Linked DNA regions of Gossypium hirsutum: all the other regions are linked to region 1. A link is a contact called in public Hi-C data. All regions are on one chromosome and are shown on one strand. Each heading gives the region's core, a stretch centred on a gene start, on an enhancer-like site or on the middle of the called end of the contact. The rest is flanking DNA. Distances are from core to core; before and after follow the strand shown. Region 1 has its middle 26 kb from the start of LOC107920320. Region 2 holds the start of LOC107920147 (protein AUXIN RESPONSE 4). Region 3 has its middle 5.6 kb from the start of LOC107920813.

Region 1 (4,409 bases), core at 1,423-3,922:
GATTACCAAGTCATCGGCAAAAAATAGATGGGAGATTGTTGGACCTGTTCTTGAAAGCTGAATAGGTTCCCACCTACCAATATCAATATCCGACCGAATAATATGCCCCAACCAATCCATGCACAACACAAAAAGATAAGGCGATAAAGGACACCATTGGCGGATTCCTCTAGCTAGCATTATCACTTTCTGTAGGAATTCAGGTATCCCAATAGTCGTTAAAGAAGCACATATAAAGTCCTAACTAACTTTGTCATATGCTTTCTTCAAATCCAACTTAATAGCCATCCAATTTTTCCCATTTCGCTTGTAGCGCATAAAATGTATGACTTCTTGTGCTAAAATGATATTATCAGATATGTTCTGACTAGCTATGAATCCAGCTTGTTCTTGGGAAATAAGGTTGGGGAAAACCAACTTAAATCATTTAGCAATCACTTTTATCAACAATTTATACAGAATAGAACATAAACTGATAGGACGAAACTAACTGAAATTATCGAGACAATCCTTTTTGGGGATTAAAATAATCAGAGTATTATTCAAATCCTGCTCAATCGGTTGCCCAGCAAAAACTCCCTTAACCCAATTGCAAATATCATTACCAAGAATATCCCACTGGTATTGAAAGAAATGAGCATGATAGCCATCACTTCCGGGAGCTTTTAAAGGCGCCATGTCAAATAAAGCCCTTTTAATCTATTCATTTGTGATTAACTCCTCCAAGAAAGCAATCTTTGAGGGGTTTAGACATGGAAAACTAATATTGGGAAAGTCCCCCAAGGCCTAAGGCACTTCACCATAAAGTTTCTCAAAGAAGGCTATTGCTTCTATTTGCAAAATTTCCTGATTAGAGCACCACTCCCCATTTCCAATACGTAGTGCTATAATACGATCAAAATTCCTTCTCTTAATCGTGTGACTATAAAAAAATTTAGTGTTTCTATCCCTCAATTGAAGCCAGCCACACCGAGTTTTTTGTCTACAAAGTAAATCTTCATGGTTAAGCACGTTTTCCAACTCATCCCGAACTTCTATTTCTTACTTAGCTAAATGAATTGAGCGATCTCATGAGGTGTCACTTACGGGAACCTAAAAAACCATAGACGTTCTTGGTCCAATCTTTGATATATGAGGTAAAATTATTCAAAGAAACCACTATATTGCCCGCAAAGTTCCATTCTTCTTTCACAAAGGTGGGAAAATTATTATGCTTAATCCATCTTGCTAAAAATTTGAAAGGTCTTCCTTTAACCAAGTTCACGTCCGGTCTTGTAGATAGTAGAAGAGGTCGATGGTCAGATTTAATGCGTGGGAGATGGGAGACTAAACACTGTGGAAAAGATGACATCCATACATCATTAGCTAAAGCTCGATCTAATCTGAAAAAAGTACCACCTCTCTGCCAAGTGAAAGAAGGACCGCAATATCCCAAATTCTGTAACTCACAAGAATCAACCAAATTACCAAATAAATCACTTCTCTTACCCATGGTAAAAGGGCTTCGCTTATCCTCTAGTGATAATATGACATTAAAATCTCCCATTAATAACCAATGGGTCGATTGAAGAGGCATTGTAGATATTAATCCATCCCAAAGGAGCTTCCGTTTTGACCTGTCTGGACTGCCATAAACAAAGGAAATAAGAAATGAGTTATTGGGAACATGGTCATTAACACGAAGAAGAATAAATTGAGGGTGATTTTGAAGGATTTGAATCCGTACAGAATCTTTCCAACCCACCCAGATACCACTTGAAAATCCAATAGCCTCAACCCGATGAGAAACATTAAAACCCAATTGATCAATAATATAATTTGTTTTTTTACCACTCACTCTTGGTTCTAATAAGCAAATGATGTCATGGTGCTCCAAATTGTATTCTTGAAAAACTCAGATAAAATTCCTGCTAGCACACCCTTGACAGTTCTAAGTAAATATTTTCAAATTTGAATTCATGTCAATTATAAAATAATATAAAATAAAAATCTTAAAAAAATAAAATAGATCAAACACTAAGTATAAAATAAGAACATAAACATAAGATAGAAGAGAATCCCATCTTTACTGTTCAGGGAGTTCACCTCCCTTCTGTTGTGCTTCACCTCTGGAAGGTCCTTCTAAACCAGGTTTGTCGTTGGTTAAAGTTGAAATACTTTCAACCAATTGAACCATAAAATCTTTTAGCAACACATGTTGGCTACCATTGGTTTTGAAACGGTTGCTGCTACTAGAATGCACTTTATTTAACTTTTTTGTGATACACCTGCCTCTAGATTTAACACCTCTTCCTTGACCGGAAAACACCACCAGATTCAAGATCAAATCAGTCTTTAAAGAAGGAGAGGTATTGTCATTTTTTTAATTTTCTGGAAAGACCAACACCGAGTGTTTGTCAGAGTCGAGGCTCCCCTACTCCACCACCAGTTTGTCAGTTGAGCGTCCTTCCATAGATGAAATAGGTGCGAAAAGGTTCACCGAAGGCCTATCATTGTTAAGGAGCGAACCCCCAATTTCTTGGCCATACGAATCTCCTGCTGTTGTCAGGTTTCCAGTGCTGTTGGTTGTGCCAGCAAGCAGATTTTAGGCCACCGTTCCTTACCTTAATTGGTCCAACAAGGATCGAGCCTAAGCAGATGAAGAGCCACCAAGGCCCAAACTGTTAGGTCTTTCTTTAGTTGGAATAAGACTCTCTACCTGACTTTTATTAACCAAGCTAGACCCACACTCGGCCCAGCTTTATCAGATCCTTTAATAATCGAATCTAGTTCATTTTTAGGGCCTAACTCTCTAGACTTTCCTTTGTTCTTTGAATCCATTTCCAGCCGACCGTTATAGTAATAGCAACTTTCCTTACTTTGTTGATTTTCAATGAGAATTTCTTCCCTTTATTGTGTCTATCATCTGCTATATATCTTCTAGTTAATTCTTGATTAAAATGAGAACCTTCCTTCTCCCTCTCCTAATTTCCATAAGAGTGCTACACATTATCCTTGATTTTTTACCTTGGTCTCCTTTCTACGGTCATCCACGACCTGTAATTTTCGTCTTTCTCTACTTTTCCATCCTCGACCAAGTTGTGATTCTCCGGTATCATTTCAAGCGAAGCTGTTTCCTTTTCCACGTTGATTCTAGCACTCCTAAAGGAGCAATTATCCTTCACATGACCATACCTCTCACAGTGAAAGCAAATTGTCTGTAGAGATTCGTACTCCACTCTTTGTGGACGCCCATTGATTAAAATTTGGGAAACCAATGGCCTCTCCAAATTAACATAGACCACCAACCGAGCAAAACAACCTCCCATCCTACTATCTATGTTCATATCTAACTTGACAACCTTTCCAACCATTTCTCCTATCCTAGCCAAAATTTTATGTTTATACAGATATCCAAGTAGACTAGGGATCCTGATCCATGCCATAACCACATTCAGATAAGCTTGGGAAGGGTCAAATGCCACCGTCCAAGGTTGTACAATCAAGTATTGACCAAATATGGTCCAAGGACCTTCAGATAGAGCCTTCTCACAATCTAACTTGTTCTGAAATTTGACTAGGAAATACCCATTTTCAATATCCATCATATGCAAAAGTGCCGAAGGCTTCCACAAACTATGAATTTTATTATGCAAAACCAAAAAACCAATGTTACGACCCAAAAGTTTTAAAACTATTGTATTATCCATACCCTGAATGAGGATTTGATGAATCCTGTCCGAGAAAGAGATAAAAGGAACTCCATTCACAAAGGATTTCTGAATATCCCCTTCCAAAATATCAAAATCTTCCTTTTCGTCCAATTCTTTGTAGACAGACTTGGAAGAATGGCCTACTAGCTTATCCTTCCAAAAGGTTGGTTGATTAATAGACAGATCGATCATCACATCACTATGTGTATTTAGGGGTGTTCATAATTCGGGTAAAACCGAAAAAATCTAGTTAACCGACCAAATTCGGTTAATCGGTCGGTTAACCGAATTTTTTTGGTCGGGGGTCGGTTAATTTTTTTATGATTTTTCGGTTAACAGTTAATTCGGTTCGAAACCGGTCGGTTAACTGAATTTTTTCGGTTAACCGAAAAAATTAATAAATAAAATTATCCAACCTAACCCAATTACCCAACCCAATAAAGCTAAAACTAAAGTCTACCCAATCACCCAACCCAATAAAACTAAAACTAAAACTAAAGTCTACCCAATTACCAACCCAATAAAAATAAAACTAAAGTCTAACTCTTAAGTATCTACCCAATTACACATGTTTTTTTTAGGTTTAATGCAAATGGAGATTTTTTGGAGAGAAGAAATGGATATAAATGGAGAATATTAAAGACTTACATTTCAACTATGTGTTAATTTCAAGAATTATGTAATGTTTTTAATTATGTAGTGATTCAAAGAATTATG
Region 2 (4,409 bases), core at 570-3,069, 260 kb after region 1:
GTGACATGCAAATTAAGGGAGAATGGCATCAATATGACCTAAAGAGAAATCGGTTCAAAAGGTCTCTACAAAGAGCCCATAACAAAATTCATGCAAATACCACAAAGTAAAACAATCTATTAAGGACATACAGCAATCAATAACACATGAATCAACCAACAACATAACATGGCTGCATATCTTTGGAACAGAAGCGAGCAAAAAACAGAGGCCACTCGAAATATGACTTAACATCTGACTTTTTTTATACAAACAATTCAGAACCAATCACAAACTTGGTCAAGAGCATACCTAAAAACATCCAAAAGCAGCTACTTGATAATTCTACTAGGAAATTTAATTATGTAATAATGTAAAACAAGAACAACAGAAACTAATATGTTGGAAGAGTCAATGAACCCTTACCTCAGGCCATCGGCCCCCGGAATGAGTGACAAATTTTGCCCCAGGAAGTGCCTCAGCAATTTGTCGACCCTCTTTACTCCATTCGCCAGACCAATCATTAGACCAAAGTACCTGCATTGGCATGCCTTTTATACCATCCAAACCTCCCCATTCCTCTATATTAAAACTATAATTCAGCTTTTTCTCTATCCCCACAACGGCTTTTCTCGCATCCCATCCCTTTAAAAGTAATCTATGTGCCTCCAACTCCGACCAATCAATCCTCTTTGAGCAACACAAGTTTATCAACCTTGCATACACAAATGAAAACCTCAACACAATCTCATTAACCACAGGTATGTTCAAAACCCACGTAGGTAAAGCTGGTTTTAGTCCAGCATCGATAAGAGTTATGCTTCTAATGAATCCTGAACTCTCAGCAATCCAATTCGCAGCCATAAGAACAGCAGAATCATGTAAAACTAAATGCAAAGGAGCTAATCTCATTGTTCCTATAACCTGCCCCAGAACCATCCCCATTTCTTCACTTCCAATTGCAATAACCTTAACACTCTTTTTAACCAAAACTCTAGATTTTATCTCCTCATAAGGTAGTTCACCAGTTTCAACCATTTGATCGAAAGCCCAAAACAAACCCTTGTCTTGAATCAAACTATAAACTTCCTTAAACCTCGCTAAAATGCCATTTGTTCCTTCTTCGATCTCTAACCTAGATTTTTCAGAAAACCCATTTCCAGGCAAATCAATGGCTATAACACGAACTCCTTTTGAGCCTAAAGCCCTTATCATTTCTCTATAAGAATAAGAACTCAGCCCCAGCCCATGAACGACCAAAACATTCTCAGATGAAGAAAACTGACCATTTTCAGAAACAAAACCTCAATTGGCGATTGGTTTGGAGATGTCTGAACCTTAATGATTCTACCATTTGAGTAGTGTTGACGGAGGGAGTTGGGCAAAGAAAGGAACCAGGATTTGGGGTCTTGTGGGGACAAAGATGAAAAGGAGACGAAGAGGAAAGTGATGAGAGCGATGGTGAGGGTGAAATAGAACCAGAAGGCAAAAGGATTTTGAGTTTGGGAATTAGGGTCGGATTTTGAGGAGACTGGGTTAGGATTAAAAGTAGGTTTTGGGGGAGTTTTCTTGTCTACTCTCGTTTTGGGTGATTCGGGCTCTACCTCTTCTGTTATGATCGCCATTAGAGTACAAGCATCGACTGCAAACTTCAACTTCGAGATCTAATCTAATAATCTTTGTAGCACAACCCACTTTAAACCGTAGAAAAAGGCAAATTTTGAGATTTGAGATCAATCGGATGTCCACTTTAATAAAGCAATTCTGTTTCAACTTTTTTGGGTTTAATTTAACATTTTATGCCTGCTTTCAATCTTCAATTCTGTACCTATTTTTCTTTTTCCGATTTCATATTTGAATTTCACTTTTCATCAATTTTTTGCAATTCTGGATGATATGGACATTAAGCTTATTATGCACATTTCATCAACCTTTAATCGTATAAATGGTGTTTCAAAGAATTTAAAAAAAAAATCACTTATATTTCTTCAAATTTTTTACACAAAATTGAATCTTTAGAGTTAATAAAATTATTTAAATCATTCCTTTAATTACTATTCATTGTTAATTTCTAACAGCATCACAAATGTTGTCGCTAATAGCCACCACGTTAGTCAACAAATGCTAATGTGGTGATCCATGTCAGCCGATAGATATTGACGTGGTATTACCATGTCATAAAAATTGATGATTTTTTTTATAATTTTTAAATTGTCAAAGGTTTTTTTATTTTATAATTTTAATTATTTTATAATTCTTTATAAATTTTTACTGAATTTTATAATTTTTATAAATCTTGATAATAAGTTATAAAATTTTTAATAATTTTTTATTTTTTAATTTTTAGAATTTTAGAATGATTCTAGATAAATAGATATCTAAATTCATTTATAATAATTTGTCTAAGTTCACTCTGAACTTGATTTTGAAAATAAATTTATAATATTCTTTTACATTTTAGAATTTTTTTGTTTTGCTCATGTGATATTGTCACATTAGTCACTTTAATGGTTGTGTTGGCGTGATAATTATTAACGGTCATGTTTATGATTCGGTTAGGAATTAATGGTCAACACCAATGAAATAATTGATTTAATTGAATGCAAAAAGTTGAGAGGAGGTTAATTGATTGTTTTTTTTTAAATACTTCTAGTGACTTTTATAGCATTAAACCTTTTAAAAATAAAAAAAATCTTTTAAAAGTAGGAAAATATAAAAAATAAAAAATATTTAAAATTTTAGAAATTTAGAAATTTATAAATTTATAAAAATAAAATTATGTAAAATTAGGAATACGTGTAAATTTACCACCATCATACTTTATTTTGGCTAACCTTTGTTATTGTACTTTTGAATTAAAAGTAAATTTATCACCATATTTTAATTTTATAGTGAATTTTACCACTTTACTTTTACTTATTGAATTTTACTAAACAATTTTGATTTAAAATATTTGAAGAAAAAACTTAATAACGCTAAATCAATAAATTTAAAAATTTTAAACCCTTTTTGGTAATCTATTGAAAAAATTAAATCAATTGAAATTTAATATTTTCACTGACTTAATTTTGAAAACACATTTGTTAATTCATAATAAAAATAATAATATATATCACTTTTTCTATGAAAAAGTGAGGAAAATGATGAATAGATAATGAGCTACTTATCATTTAATGTAGGGTTAATTTATAAAAATACGTTGAAAAAATTATTTTAGAAACTATGCTAAAATTCTACAAATTTACCAATCTATGTTGTTTTTGGAGGGAAAAAGGAAAATGTGTCCTATAGGGAGTGTTTTCACTGCCACATCAGTGAAAACACGCTATGCAGGATGCATTTTCAGTCTCTCTCCTGAAAACGCATCCTATGTGGTGCGTTTTCACTGATGTGACAGTGAAAACACTCCCTGTAGGATGCATTTTCACTTACCCAAAAATTATTTTTTTTCTTTTTTTTTTCTTGCGATTGGAAATTAGAAGTCTGTAGATTTATGTTTAGTCGTGTTTGGGATAGACATGGCCATAGTTTTAAGGAATGTTTGAATTTATGGTGGTGTCGTAGAGCTGGGTGACCTATAAATTTCATCTATCATGTAAGTATGGAGTCATCACCTGGGAAGTTGAATCGCGTTGCAACTTAAGGTCCCAGTTGGTGGTGACTATACGGTCTGGAGTTGAACTGTAACAAGGGCTTCAAGTTTACAAAGGTTATGCTATCAAAGGATGGAGCATAAATGGAGGTCCATTTGATAGTGTTTATGCGGGCACGACAACCAGTTTTTGCTCATCAGAGGAGGATAGTTTATACAACCCAAAAAGAAGTACGATGAAGAAAATTGTAATGGCTTTTTAGTATAATTAAGTATTTTGTTTTATCCATGTCCACCAAAGGCGGTGACCCTGTTATTATAACCTTTGACATATTTGGGGTGTAACAAGTTTTACTAACAAAGTCACTACCTTTGGTGGACATGGACAACACGAATTACTTGATTATACTAGAAGGCCCCTCCGTGTTTCTTCTTCACACTTCCGTGTGGGTTTTATAAAGTATGCTCCTCTGATGAGAAGAAACTGGTTGTCGTGCCCGTATAACCACTGCCAACTAGGGCCCCAGTTATGCTTCATCCTTTGACAACGTAACCTTTGTAACCTTGAAGCCCTAGTTACACTTCAACCCAAGACGGTATAATTACCGCCAACTTAGACCTCGAGTTACAAAACGATCTCAGTTTCTCAGGTGATGACGCCATACTCACATAACAAGTGAAATTTGTAGGTCATCGAGCTCCATGACATCACCATGAACCCAAACACAACTTAAAACTATGAATATGTCTCCCTCAAAGTGAGAGAAAAATAAATCTTTAAACCCTAAAAACTTCAACACGCAAGAAAAAAGAAAAAAATAATTTCGTTTACTGAATT
Region 3 (4,409 bases), core at 514-3,013, 210 kb after region 1:
CGCCACTATAAAATTCAATTATTCTAATGAAACGGCACCGTTTACAAAAATTCGAATGTATATTAACGGCGTTTTTTGCTATAAACGCCGCCAAATCTCAATTTTTTATATTCAATTAGTATGAAAACTTATATAAAAATTAATAATGTTTATAATTTTTTTATATCTTTCACACTTATATAAAAATTATTTAATATATAAATTAAAAAAATACTAATTACCCTAAACCTTAAACCCTAACTCGACCCCAAATCTCTAAACCCTAAATCTCTAACTCTAAACCTCTAATCCCAAACTCATAACCCTAATTACCCCAATTAACCACTAACCACTAACTACTAATCCTTATTATTTAATATATATAATTTTAAAAACAGAAATTAAATCAAATACTATACTCTAACCCGACCCTTAACCCCTAAATCCTAAACCCTTAACCCTGAACCTTAAAACCCTAAACTCATAACCCTCAGCCCCTAACCTCTAACCCCTAACCCCTGAACCTTATTTAATATATAAAATAAAACACACTAATTAATCTAGACCCTAAACCCTAACCTAACACCGAACCATAAACCGATTAAATCCCTAACTAGCTCTTAACCTCTAACCCATAACCCCTATACCCCATTACCCTTAAATCACAACCCTTAAACTAGAATATCTAATCCATATATAATCCCTAAATATTCCGTAATCTATAAACCTTAAAATTGTAACTCCTAAACTGGCCTTAACTACTAAATTAACCATATACCCTAAACCGTGTATATATTAAACTATATATAATGATAATTATACAAAATAAATATTTTAAAATTATTACTATTGTATCCTTTACAATTATATATGAAATTATTTAATATATAAATTAAAAAGAAATCAGTCATGTACCCAAAAAAATTTAGAATATTTTTAATTAATAGTATTTTAATTTTTTCATTTTTAACAAATATTTTGCTATGTTTTTTAATTCAAATTATTTCAATGTCTCATTATTTCAAATTTATCCATTTTTAACAAATATTCAATTAAAAATATATTGAATTTTAATTAATATAAACAAACAAATTAAAAAGTAAAAAAAAATACATAATATGTTTTTGCGGCGCTTTACCAAAAACACCGCTAAAGGTCTCCGCATTAGCGGCGCTTCTTGGAAAACGCTGCTAAAGACCCACAAGGTTTGAAAACGACGCCGTTGGGCTTAGGTTTTTTGCGGCGTTTTTTAGAAAAACGCTGCTAATGATCATTTTTAGCGGCGCTTTCCTATAAGCGCCGCTAATACTCGATCTTTAGCGGCGTTTTTGGGAAAGCGCTGGTAATGCTCGATTTTTAGCGGCGTTTTTTGTACAAACGCCGCTAAAAGCCTGTTTGGTATAGTGTCTCTTAGCACTTTCTATATTAAGCAGAAAAGTGAGAATAGTTATGGCAGAGGATTAATATGTTTACATTGGTATTAGTAGACTCAATTAAATAATAAAAAGATAAAAAAAATTTTAAATGTATGTTTGTTTCATTGAAAACAACTTTAATAAAATATTTTAAGGAAATCTGTCAAACAATAGAAAATATTTTACACAAATTCATCCAAATACAAAAAAAATATTAACTTTTCCAAAAAACTAAATTATTTTCTCGGCAAATAAACTGAACCTAAGATTAAGAAGTAACGAAAGCAAAGACTAAAGTGAGGACCCATGGAAGCCATTATTGAAGATGAAAAGCTAGGACCCATGGAAGCCATTATTGAAGATGAAAAGCTGGTTTAGCGACACTTTCAACTTTTTTGCTTGCTGTGTAATGAAGCAGCCCATGTGCTTGTTGATTCAATATGATGCTTATTGGATTGAAAGAGATACCAAAATTCGTGTCGTGGCGTACCATCGGTTTTTCATAATTGGTCACCACTTTGACCAAAATAAAATATTACTTTTGCATCACTCAATCTAAAATAAATTATAATTTTTCAATTCACCAAAAAAATCATAATTTTTCAAACTTTCTTTTTTCTTTTTTGAATTTTAAACTTTAGATTTATTAAACGAGATGTATAAATTAACTAATAAAAACTCAATAAAATATAAGCTAATAGAGGAATAAAAATTATCTTTAAGCTCATCACCTATAAAAAAGTAATAGATGATGCCGGTTAAATCTTAACTCGATTGATATAAGTATTATTGTCAATGTAGGAGGACGTGGGTTCGAGTATGTTGAAGCGCATTATCCTACTAGTAATGAATTGGGGAGGGACTATAGGTAAATTTAAGTATTGTATCAAAAAAAATATATAATTAGAACCTATAATAAGATTGTTAAAATAATAATAATAATAATAATAATAATAATAATAGAGGATAAAAATTAATATATATTTATATTATTATAAAATTTCTAACTGAATTGATACTAATTTAGAATGATAAAAGCAATTTTATTTCATTTTAACATACATATAAATGGTATAAATATTATTTAACATAATATTTTATTTTTTTAGTAATTATCTCTCAAATTTATAATTATTTCATATGAAAACTACCAACTTGATATGCAATTTTTTTCTTAAAAAAATATTTTTTTATATTTTCTATTTTTAATTTTTCACATAGAATAAGGGTGTACAGAAATCTTACATAAATTAATAGTCAATTTAGTTATAGATTTCACGCCAATATGGTTTATCTAATAATAATAACGCTTAATTCAATAAGCGTTGAAATTATACCAATTTTTTGAGTTAGGCATTTAACTTTTTTTGTCAAATTAAGTATCTAAAATATATTTTAATTTTGTTCCGCCAATTAAAAGTTCATACGTGATATTTTTAATAGTAATAATTTTAAATTTAATAGTTAAATATCAATTTAGAAGAGTGGAGAGAGAGAATGAGAATGAAAAAAAATTATTTTTAATATATATTTTTAATTTCATGTAAATGATGATGTAGGTAAAAAAAATGACATATGGTAGGCTTTTATTGGTTGAAGTGAATTTTTTTTTTGCAGAGATAATGGTAGTGGTCAAAATTGTTACACCTCAAAATCGGGTTAAAAGAATCAGTTTTTGAAAATTGAGAGTGGTCGTGCCTTGATTTATAAGATTATCCTTGTGTGTTGTAAATAAACCGAGGGTTTGAAACGGATGATAAATGCTAAAAGTAACATGTTTGAGCCTCATTCTTAATGAATTTTTGGATGATTAATCGATGTAAAATGGTGAATTTTATGCTCTTAATCCTTTAAATTCATGTTTCTATACTTAGGAGAGCATTTGGGAGCAAAAGGAACGAAAAATGAGCAAAAATCAGAAAATCGAAGCAAGGTATAGGGGCCACACGGACTGGGCACACGACCGTGTGAGCCATACGGGCTGCAACACGGCCATGTGCCAGACCGTGTCAAAATCACGATTTGCACTCCAAGCACACGAAAAAAAATGCAATTTTTAGGTTTTCCAACATTCTAAGACCTATATATGACAAAGATAAGAAGAGAGGAGAGAGTAGTCATAAAATACTCAAGAAAACAACTCGAAAAACACCATTGGAGCCGACTCTAAAGCAAATTTCCATCAAGATTGAAGATCTCCTTTTGATTTCTTTGAAGTTTATCATGAATTTCTTTGTTTCTTGTGGTTATACTATCTTTGAAATGTTTTTATTTGCTATCATGAACTAATTTTCCAAATACCTAAGGAAATGAACCCCAGGATGGATTCTATTATTTGATTTCTATTTTTGCGCAATAAATACTTGCATCTTGTTCTCAATTATGTGTGCTTAATTCTTGGTTTGATATTTCTGGATTATTAATCCATGTTTGATGTCCTTAAATTAGAGGAGAAATAGACCCTGTTTAAGAGTTGATCTATCATAATTGAGTGGAGTTGCATGCAATCCTAGAAATAGGATGATATAAATCTATCAGATTACAGTCAAATCTAGTAGGGGAATCCATAGATCGAATTAATGCGATAATAGGATTTTTAATTAGAAGAAAATCAATTAATCAACCTAGAGTTAGTTGATCTTAGTCTTGAAAAGAGATATTAGCATAATTTAGGGATTTCTACGGATCAAGATACTAAGTGAAGAAATTACGTAATTTAGATTGATAATGACAGATGAAATCTAGGTGGATTCTTTCTTGAGTATTGTCTCGATCCTTGGTTATTAATTGTTTATTTTCCTAATTTGTTCCTTGCAGTGTTCTTTAGTTAATTAATTTAGTTAGTTTTAGTTTTAATCAATCACTCCAATTTGTCGGTTAAATAATAGACAGATAGTAATTACCAGTACTTTTAGTCCTTGTGGGAACGATATCTTTGCTCACCATAGCTATACTACTAATTGATAGGTGCACTTGCCTTAATCAGATTTTTAATTGGTTTATGACTACAATCAA

Evidence for each region. A called contact is a pair of places that touch in the nucleus more often than the background predicts.
Region 2: a contact with region 1 is called in a Hi-C map of leaf, with 2.0 times the contacts expected there. The contact joins the promoter of LOC107920147 here to the enhancer-like site in region 1. A contact is called at or near these places in 3 of 34 Hi-C or Micro-C datasets (leaf and petal).
Region 3: a contact with region 1 is called in a Hi-C map of leaf, with 1.6 times the contacts expected there. The contact joins two enhancer-like sites. A contact is called at or near these places in 5 of 34 Hi-C or Micro-C datasets (hypocotyl and leaf).

What each region holds. Positions count from the first base shown.
Region 1 is chrD13:38,075,339-38,079,747 of Gossypium_hirsutum_v2.1, reverse strand. No RefSeq gene overlaps it. Among protein-coding and RNA genes, the nearest start is that of LOC107920320, 26 kb to the left of the region's middle. Within about 2 kb of position 2,672, at least 9 of the 9 cell types and tissues checked have an H3K27ac peak or open chromatin away from gene starts, as enhancers often do. A contact at or near this core is called in hypocotyl and leaf, where this site is marked.
Region 2 is chrD13:37,818,767-37,823,175 of Gossypium_hirsutum_v2.1, reverse strand. LOC107920147 (protein AUXIN RESPONSE 4) reads right to left here and starts at 1,819. Exons shown (of 3, transcript XM_016849684.2): 1 at 1,286-1,819; 2 at 406-1,283. The coding sequence starts at 1,604.
Region 3 is chrD13:37,860,490-37,864,898 of Gossypium_hirsutum_v2.1, reverse strand. No RefSeq gene overlaps it. Among protein-coding and RNA genes, the nearest start is that of LOC107920813, 5.6 kb to the right of the region's middle. Within about 2 kb of position 1,763, at least 3 of the 9 cell types and tissues checked have an H3K27ac peak or open chromatin away from gene starts, as enhancers often do. A contact at or near this core is called in hypocotyl and leaf, where this site is marked.